3 separate regions of the Sus scrofa genome follow, and all the other regions are linked to region 1. The links are chromatin contacts, called in public HiChIP or PLAC-seq maps. All regions are on one chromosome and are shown on one strand. Each heading gives the region's core, a stretch centred on a gene start, on an enhancer-like site or on the middle of the called end of the contact. The rest is flanking DNA. Distances are from core to core; before and after follow the strand shown.

Region 1 (2,971 bases), core at 318-2,817:
GAAGCAGTTAGGGGAAAGCTGTCGTTTGAAGTGACAGTCTTTGTAGTGAGGCCCTAGACCTTGATCAAGGGCTTTTCAGTACCAACCGGAAATTTCAGTGACTATTTAAACCTGGGCATTAGTAGTTCCATCCAAGTTACTTTATTTTTTTTTGTCTTTTATTTTTAGGGCCACACTCTCGGCATATGGAGATTCCCAGGCTACAGGTCTCATCGGAGCTCCAGCTGCCGGCCTACACCACAGCCACAGCAACGCCAGGTCTGAGCCACATCTGTGACCTACACCACAGCTCACGGCAATGCCAGATCCTTAATCCACTGAGCAAGGCCAGGGATCAAACCCACAACCTCATGGTTCCTAGTCGGATTCATTTCCCCTGCACCATGACAGGTAGTCCCCATCTGTTACTTTAAAGAGAAGAGTGCTTAAGAAAGAAAGGTAAACCAACAAGGACCCGCTGTATGACATAAGGAACTCTTCAATATTCTGCGATAACCTATATGGGGAAAGAATCTGGAAAAGAATAGATAACATGTATATGTATAACTGAATCACTTTGCTCTACCCCCGAAACTAACACAGCATTGTCCATCCACTAAAATCCAACGAAAGTTGAAAAGAAAAGGCAGATGAAAAATGTAGAACTCTTGAAGAAAGAGTTCTTTCTGAAGACACCTTATCCCATCTACGTAGATCTCTCGCAGCCTGGATTCAGTCTTTGACCAAGCCTAGTTGTCACTTGTTAACTGAGTTACTAGTCAGCAGTGTACGTATTAACCAGTGGCATAGCCATTTGCTAGATAGCTTTCTGCAAAGTAAACTCTTTAATTCTTTGTTTCCACGAACTGCTCTTGTCCTCAGAATTACATTCCGACAAAAGCTCGGCTTGAGTTGAGGACACCCAACAGACCCACAGCTCGATCTGCATGGTGCTGATGAGGAATCCTCATCCTGAACTTTCCATGTGCCTGAAGTCCAGGCCTCCTCCGTGTCCAGAGGACAAGGCCTGTGCTCACTGCCCCTTCTCTTCCCCAGGCCAGGGCTCACTGCCCTCGGATGACCCAGTAGCAGATCCTGAAAGCAGCTTCTCTTTTCTCTAATAATCTGGCAGGTCCAGAGTAACAGGTGGGCCATTGCATCTCAGCTCACCAGCAGTTCCCTTAGAGACTAGGATATGCAGGACAGTCCTCGAGATTGGAAGATTCTGTTTCTATAAATTATGTTAATATCCTGCTTTATCAGTATTACAGCTTCCAATTTTTCCTCAGTGTGTCTTTCTTTACAATAAGGGATAATAACCGTATCGGTAGTTCTCTTATCTCTGGTCTCTGGGTGTTTGTGCTTCCCTTTTATCTTGGCGAGTTAAAGCAGGTTTTCTTTTCTGTTCTGGAAGAATGTTTTCTCTACTTAAAATCATGGAGGGAGCAAGCCAAGGGCGTGCTGGTAAACCCACTCTAGAGAAAAAAAAAAAATCAGCATTTGCTGGTTTTCCAGGGTATAAATACTTCCCACTGTTGCCAGATTTAAGCTGCCAAGGGAGTCTGCTCACAAAATTCTAGAATGTGAGCAGTTGGCTCTCCTGAGCCGTGCAGGGTGGCTCCAGCACAGTGTAAGCTGGACCGTGCCTACAGTGAATAGAATAACCCCGAATCTAAGGAGAGACGCGAGGGTCGCAGTGCTTGATGGCGCCAAGGCAGGCGGTCCTGAAGGGCCAGGCGGGAGGCGCTTGGGGTGGCAGCCCTTCGGCTCTGGGATCTGCCGCCGCATTGGCCTCGGGGAAATGTGTGACCACGTACCGTGTAATTGCCTTTTTAGTTCTGGGAAGCAGTTCGTCCGCTATATAAACATGCTGATAAATGACACGACGTTTTTGCTGGATGAAAGTCTGGAGTCTCTGAAGCGGATCCACGAAGTGCAAGAGGAGATGAAGAACAAAGAACAATGGGACCAGCTGCCCCGGGTGAGGACATGGCCCGGGGCGGGGACGGCTTCGTGGGGCTGCACCTGTGGGTCTGTAGCTCCGACGGACCTGTCAGTGCCCGAGACCCCCCACCTGTGGGCTTCCCTGAAGTTAGAGGGCAGGTTTGGGGCAGGAGGAGCCTTACACACTTGACTTGAAGCTGAGAGGCGGGTTGAGACGTCTTTGAGAATCTGTCCTGAAAACGTGCCCTGCCTTTTTAATTTTAAAGGGCTGTTTTAGTGAAGAGCTTTTTTTGTTTGAGTATGTTGGTTAAGATTTAGGAAGGTAGCTAAGAGATACGTATCTACAATTCTGTCTGCTAGACAAGAATTTGATTTGTTCTGTGATCTTCTTTAGACAACTGTGTGAATAACTCAGGAGGACGCTGATGGCGTTTTTTTTTTTCCTTTCAGTCGAACATGGCTTTCATATTCAGTTATTAATAGAAAGGAGGCCTGCTGTGCCAGGTTCCATGAGAAATTCAGTCTGGGCCAGGGACAGCGTACCGCCCTCTCCTGAGCTTATTGCAGCCGCGTAGATGGTTCCGCGGTTGGTTTCTAGGCCTCTGAGAGCCCCTGGCCAGTTCTGCTCCTGGTTTTGTTAGAATCAGAGCTGCTTTTGTGTGCACCCCTGACACGGCTTCGCTGCTGCGCCTCCAGCACCCTCTCCTCCCGCAGCTTTCCGTTTGCCCTGAGGCTCCACACCGCCCCAGGGTCGCTATCAGGCATCCTTCCAAGCTTACCCCTTGTCTCAGGCTGTCGGCTCCAGTCTGGACCAGTCCCCAGGCTCTGCAGAATGTGCTGGAAAAATAGATAAGCTCTGGTTGAAAGAGCCCCAGCTATGGGGTCCAGCGGCCCCGACTTTGAGAACTGGCACTGCCACACATGCAAAGTTCCTTCATCGCTGTTTGCTCACCCACAACTCAGAGATAACCCCTGCCTTGGGGGAAAGCCATGAGGAGAGATGGTGAATGGCACGGAGGTAGTTGAGGACTGGGCCGGGAAGGTTTCG
Region 2 (2,971 bases), core at 286-2,785, 250 kb before region 1:
GCAGCATCCAAGCTGCATCTGTGACCTACACCACAGCTCACGCCAACTCCAGATCCTTAACCCACTGAGCGAGGCCAGGGATAGAACCCGCGTCCTCATGGATACTAGTTGGGTTTGTTACCACTGAGCCACGACGCACCTAAAGTTCTTTACGTGTCCGTTCCCGTGTCCGTCCTGCTGGGCCAGCAGCTCGAGGTTGGGGGCTGTCAGATCAACGGCCTGGTATGAGCAGGACTGTGCCATCGCTGGCCTGAGCGGCCCCTGATGCTCTTCTCTGGGAGAGTGGTCTGCCTCTGCCGGGGTGTTGGGAGGTGGGTGCAGAGGTGCGCAAGGGCTTGGAGGCCCCTGCTCTCAGCTCAACAGGACAGGACCCATCACGCCAAGGCGGGTGAAGGCAGCCAGGCGCAGGCCAGAACCAGATGCTGTAAGGAGCGGCCAGCTCTGCTCTTCAGCCCCACCCTCACCTTTTCTTGGGGTTGTTTTTTGTTTGCTTGTTTGTTTCTTTTTTGGCCATGCCCTAGGGATGCGGAGGTTCCCAGGCTAGGGACTAAAACTACACCACAGCACTGAACCGAACTACAGCCGCGACAACACCAGGTCCTTAACCCACTGAACCACTGGGGGAGCTCCTGGATGCTTTTTTCTTTTTCTGTGATGCAGGTTCTCACATACCAAGTCCTTCTGGTTGAGTTTTCAGTTGGATTCAACGTATATGAGATTTTTTTTGGTCCAATGTTACTATCACTAGGTTCCAGGGAATTCTCATGGAAGTGTTGATTAACGTTAAAAATGATTAGCTTCCCATCCCACCGGGTGAATTCTCCCGGGGCCTGACTGTAATTTCAGTCCAGAGCTGGTGATCACCTGGCACCTCTGAGAGAAGCCTCGGAGCCGCACGTGGGCAGAGGGGCTCTCAGAACCCCTGGCAGCCGGTCCCCACACAGAGGGAGCCTCGGAGGTCTCCAAAGGACCCGACAGACCCCTGCTCTGTGCCACAGCTGGACCATGGCCAAATGCGAGACGGCACACACAGCAGAGCCCAGCCCAGCGGGGCTCCTGACATGATGTGGACAGATCCGCAGGCAGTTCTAGAACGAGAAGAGGAAGCCGGGCCGACCCGGGTGGGCACAGAGGGTGGCATGGAGGCAGTGAAAGGGCAGGGGCCAGAGGCATGGGCGAGCATTCCAGGAAGAAGGCCAGCTCGTGCCAGCACCCCGACCCACAGGCCGCTGAGAGGGTCAAGCAGGGTGATGAGCAGAGGGGGGAGCCTGCTGGGTCTCTGGAAGTGTCTGCAACGGGTGGCCTTCCCCTTGGCCGCTGGCTCCATGCTGGGTTGCCCAAGACCACAGCTATTTTAACAAGGTCTGTGGTGTAACCCTGAGACCAAATGACCTATTTTAGGCTCTCTGGCAGCAGCAGAGCCTGAGCCGGCAGCCTTGGCTTCCGAGGGGGAAAGCCGGCAGAGCCCTGGGACCGCCCAGCTGGCTCAGGCCGGGGACCTTCCCTGGAAAGTCTCGCCAAGCAAGAGTGTGATCAGAGGCTGGAACAGGCCTGAGGAGCCCCCGTGCCAGCACTGCCGCTCCAGGGCCAAGAAGCAGGGAAGAGAAAGGACGAGGGCTTCCTTAATGAAATGGGCCACGTCTAGACGGGGTCCCTTGCGCCCCGGGATGGCTGGCCCAGGGTCTATACCAGTCACAGCATGAGGGTGGCATTTCCACGGGAGACCGGCCACACAGAGGCCTTTGCCAAGGGCACTGGGGACCTGGAACTGGCCCTTGCAGGGCGTCTGTCCTCTGTGCGGAGCTGGGGCAGGGAGAGACCGGAGCTCAAAGGCGACTAGCACGTTCAAAGGCGCCTGGAGGTGAAGACCCAGAATAACAAGGCAGCAGAAAACCCTTCCAGTGTTTCGTGCCCTCCTGGCACGCTGTGCCGATTGCCTATGTGACGCCTGCTCCTCAGCTAGAACGCTGTTCTGCTTAGAAACGCACATGGCCCGTAAGCCTCTCCTGGACGTTCTCTGCTGGCCACACCCTGGACCTGCATGACCTGTTCCATGGCCTTGAACCTGTCACTGCCCGGGCCAGTTTTCTACTCGTGAAAGTGGGCCTGGGACAGCTCCTGCCTGATTCCCTGGGCTAATGTTATGTGCCACTTGACATGGAACCTGGAAGAAACTCAGTCAATGTTTGCTGTTATAATTAACAGCAAACATGAGAAACCAATGTCCAACAGTAAAAAGCGGATAAAAAAAAAAAAAATGAGGGCACACTGGAGTTCTCTTGTGGCACAGAGGGCTGGGGACTTGGCATTGGCACTGCAGCGGCTCAGGCCCAGATTCAGTCTCTGCCCTCATATGTCACAGGAGCAGCCATAGCATTTTTTTTTTTAAAAGGATATTAAAATGTTACACTGTATGGTCTCAACTTTATAATAGAAATACGTAAGTATTCAAGGGCTGCTGGGAAATTAACAGAAGATAGGAGTTTCTGTCGTGGCTCATTGGTTAACGAAACTGACTACCATCCATGAGGACGCAGGTTTGATCCCTGGCCTCGCTCAGTGGCTTAAGGATCCGGCATTGCCACGAGCTGTGTGAGGTGTAGGTTGCAGACGCAGCTCAGATCCCGTGTTGCTGTGACTGTGGTGTAGGCCAGCGGCTACAGCTCCGATTGGACCCCTAGCCTGGGAACCTTCATATACTGTGGGTGTGGCCCTAAAAAGACAAAAAAAAAAAAAAAAAAAGAAAGAAAAGCAATTAACACAAGGTAACAGTTACTCCAACTATGAGATAGGAATCTCTAAGCTCTTCTGCTGTTTCTAATCTTTCCCAATGACTTTCTTCTTCTTCTTCTTCTTCTTTTTTTTTTCTTTTTCTTGTTTTTTGGCTGCATCCACAGCATATGGAATTCCTGGGCCAGGGATTGAATCTGAGCCTCGGCTGAGGCCTGCACCACAGCTGCAGCAACACTGG
Region 3 (2,971 bases), core at 186-2,685, 140 kb before region 1:
AGGGCTGCATCTGCAGCATATGAAAGTTCCTAGGCTAGGGGTCGAGTTGGAGCTACAGCTACAGGCTTATAGGATCCAAGCCACGTCTGAGACCTACACCACCCAGCTCACGGCTGGGTCCTTAACCCACTGAGTGAGGTCAGGGATCAAACCCACATCGTCATGGATACTAGCCAGGTTCTTAACCCACTGAGCCACAATGGGAACTCCGAGAAAAAAATTTTTAATGAAAAGGCAGGGCCCCATGCTCTGTTTTCCTCTTCGTCCCAGGTGTGCCAAAGGTGAAGTTGCTGTGTGGAGCAGATCTGTTGGAGTCCTTCGGGGTCCCCAATCTGTGGAAGAGCGAGGACATCACCAAAATCGTGGGAGACTATGGGCTCATATGTATCACCCGGGCTGGAAATGACACTCAGAAGTTCATCTATGAATCCGACGTGCTGTGGAAACATCAGAACAACATCCACCTGGTGAACGAATGGATCACCAACGACATCTCATCCACGAAGATCCGGCGAGCCCTCCGCAGGGGCCAGAGCATCCGCTACTTGGTCCCGGATCTTGTCCAGGAGTACATTGAAGAGCACGGTCTCTACAGCTCCGAGAGCGAAGAGAGGAATGTTGGCATCATCCTGGCTCCTTTGCAGAGGAACACCGGGGGCACTGACGCATGAGCAGGTCTCCAGCAGGGTAGTTTGGACTTGCCTTTTGGGAGTGGAAGCAATCCGGGTGTTAGCAACTGGGAGAAGGAGTTGAATCCTCTAATAAAGTAAAGCTTCAGAGTAGTTTGTTACTAAATTAAAATCAGGTTTATCTTTTCATCAGAAGTTGCCAAGATGACTGTTTTCAATGTTTTATTTGTCTGTTTATTTGTTTAGAATATAAAAATCCCCCCCTTTTTTTCCTTTTTCAGCCACACTGGTATGGACGTTCCTAGGACAGGGATTGAATTCAAGCTGAAGCTTCGGGAACTCCCAGATCCCTTCGTCTTTAAAACAAGAGATTAGCAGCACTAAAATCCGAAGAGAATCAAACTAACTGCAAAAAGAATTCAAAAAGGACATTCTAGGAGTTCCCTTGTGGCACAGTGGGTTAAAAATCTGGCATTGTCCTTGCCTTGGCTCAGGTAGCGTCTGCAGTATGGGCCATCCCTGGCCCCAGGAACTTCCATTTGCTGTGGGCGTAGCCAGAAAGAAACAAACCAAAAAGGACCTCCTGGCTTGACCACACAGCGAAGTCAAGTGCGAAAAGCGTCCATTTAAGATCCTACCTTTAGTTATGAAAGGAACGAGCATTTTATGCATACCTATTGCCAGGCCAAAGAATTCTTAAAATAGCTTGTAAAATGCCTAACCGACCCATCGTCTCCAGCTGTGTGCACTGCAGGCTGCGAATGGCCTGGCAGAAACTTTACACCAACGGTTCCTGGTGTCTGGCATACCTCAGAAGGTCAGCGAAGCTTGGCTGAGGCACATTGGCCTGCAGCCCCAGCTTTGGAGGGAGGGGAGGGTCCAGTCCCCGAATGTTTAGAAAGGTGCCCAGGTGTTTCGGAGCCCACGAGAGGTAGAGGGCCTTCTGCGTGTTGTGCACATTCTCTTAGCACAGCCCCGACGTGGCTCACATGCCAGCCCTGCCCTCCACCATCTTCCTGTATCTTCAGGAACAGCTTCAGAGGGGACCTTGTGCTCCCCGAAACAGGCGGCAGAGAATGAGACCTCATTCAGGGCTTGTATGAAATGTGAATGCTTTTAGCCTTTCCTGAGAACTTGAAAGCTGAATGGACTTGAGCAATGCCACCCTGGATCAGCCCGGGAGCTCCTTTAGCCCAAGATTTCGGGCCCTGATGAGTGGCTTGTGGTCGAGAAAGCTCCATGATGTCAATCCAAACTCTCAAGCTTCTGAAGAGTCCTGCTGTTTCTCTTCCAGCTGCTGTGAGTCTGCCGTTGGTGAATTTCAGCAGAACTGTTTGCCTTTTCTCTTCTTGTCCTTTTGCATGAACTTTAACCAAAGTAGACCACTCAGATAATAACCCAAAGCATCGCTTTATGTGAAAAGCACAAACTTATTCTATGGTTTGCTACTGATTAAAACGTTGTGGAAGTTTTACCAATTAGTAAAGCAAGATGACCAGAAGGAGCCTTTTCTAGAATAGTTTTATGGTTCCCAAGCATCATTTTGAGATTGAAACAGGGCTAAAGTTACATTTCTTTTTTTTTTTTTTCTTGCGGCATATGGACGTTCCCAGGCTAGGGGTCAAATCAGAGCTACAGCTGCTGGCCTACACCACAACTCACAGCAATGCCAGATCCTTAACCCACTGAGCGAGGCCAGGGATCGAACCCATATCCTCATGGACACTAGTCAGGCTCATTACTGCCGAGCCACAATGGGAACTTCCTAAAGTTTAATTTCTAAAGAAAATTAAATAATTACCTTTACATACCTACACCTAATACTTCACATTTCTAACTATACCCTTCTAGATGAAGGATTTCTACCTCTGCAGAAGGGAAAAAAAAAAAAAAAACACTTACACCAGTGCAATCAGATAGTTAGATCTGAAACCACAGTTTTAAAAAGTGTTAAATAAAGTTGACAAATGTAAATTCTACAGCTCCTGACTTACTCTTCCTCAAGCCAATGGGCCCCCTTCTCGGAGACAGGGAGGCGCCAAGCCTGGTACCCAGTGTTCTCAGTCGCTTATCTGCTGAACGAGTTGTAACCTCAGATCATAGAGATGAGGTTTGTCCTTCTGCTTCTCAGCTGTTGGAGTTTAGGAGTTGGAGCCGTACTGAAAAATAACAATCTAGAAGCAGGTGAGGCTATCACATTTTTTTTTTTCTTTTTTGGTCCCCCCTCGGCCTATGGAGTTCCCCAGCCAGGGCTCAGATCCCCGAGCCACAGTTGGCGGCTTTCACCACAGCTGTGGCAAAGCCAGATCCTTTATTTAAGCCACTGTGCCAAGCAGGGGACT

The links. HiChIP or PLAC-seq counts read pairs in DNA pulled down with a chosen protein or histone mark.
Region 2: a contact with region 1 is called in an H3K27ac HiChIP or PLAC-seq map of skeletal muscle. The contact joins two enhancer-like sites. A contact is called at or near these places in 2 of 47 Hi-C or Micro-C datasets (embryonic fibroblasts and skeletal muscle) and 1 of 2 datasets of contacts at active chromatin or transcription factors (skeletal muscle).
Region 3: an H3K27ac HiChIP or PLAC-seq map of skeletal muscle shows a contact between it and region 1. The contact joins two enhancer-like sites. A contact is called at or near these places in 1 of 5 promoter capture datasets (liver) and 1 of 2 datasets of contacts at active chromatin or transcription factors (skeletal muscle).

The regions. Positions count from the first base shown.
Region 1 is chr6:70,444,799-70,447,769 of Sscrofa11.1, forward strand. It overlaps UBE4B (ubiquitin conjugation factor E4 B), which reads left to right. Exons shown (of 27, transcript XM_021095312.1): 22 at 1,816-1,960. Among named protein-coding and RNA genes, the nearest start is that of KIF1B, 49 kb to the right of the region's middle. Within about 2 kb of position 1,568, at least 19 of the 83 cell types and tissues checked have an H3K27ac peak or open chromatin away from gene starts, as enhancers often do. A contact at or near this core is called in skeletal muscle, where this site is marked.
Region 2 is chr6:70,198,161-70,201,131 of Sscrofa11.1, forward strand. All of the region lies in intron 3 of CTNNBIP1 (beta-catenin-interacting protein 1), which reads right to left. Among named protein-coding and RNA genes, the nearest start is that of CLSTN1, 34 kb to the left of the region's middle. Within about 2 kb of position 1,536, at least 14 of the 83 cell types and tissues checked have an H3K27ac peak or open chromatin away from gene starts, as enhancers often do. A contact at or near this core is called in skeletal muscle, where this site is marked.
Region 3 is chr6:70,304,801-70,307,771 of Sscrofa11.1, forward strand. NMNAT1 (nicotinamide/nicotinic acid mononucleotide adenylyltransferase 1) reads left to right here. Exons shown (of 7, transcript XM_021095306.1): 6 at 271-675; 7 at 911-2,603. The coding sequence ends at 671. Among named protein-coding and RNA genes, the nearest start is that of RBP7, 7.0 kb to the right of the region's middle. Within about 2 kb of position 1,436, at least 2 of the 83 cell types and tissues checked have an H3K27ac peak or open chromatin away from gene starts, as enhancers often do. A contact at or near this core is called in skeletal muscle, where this site is marked.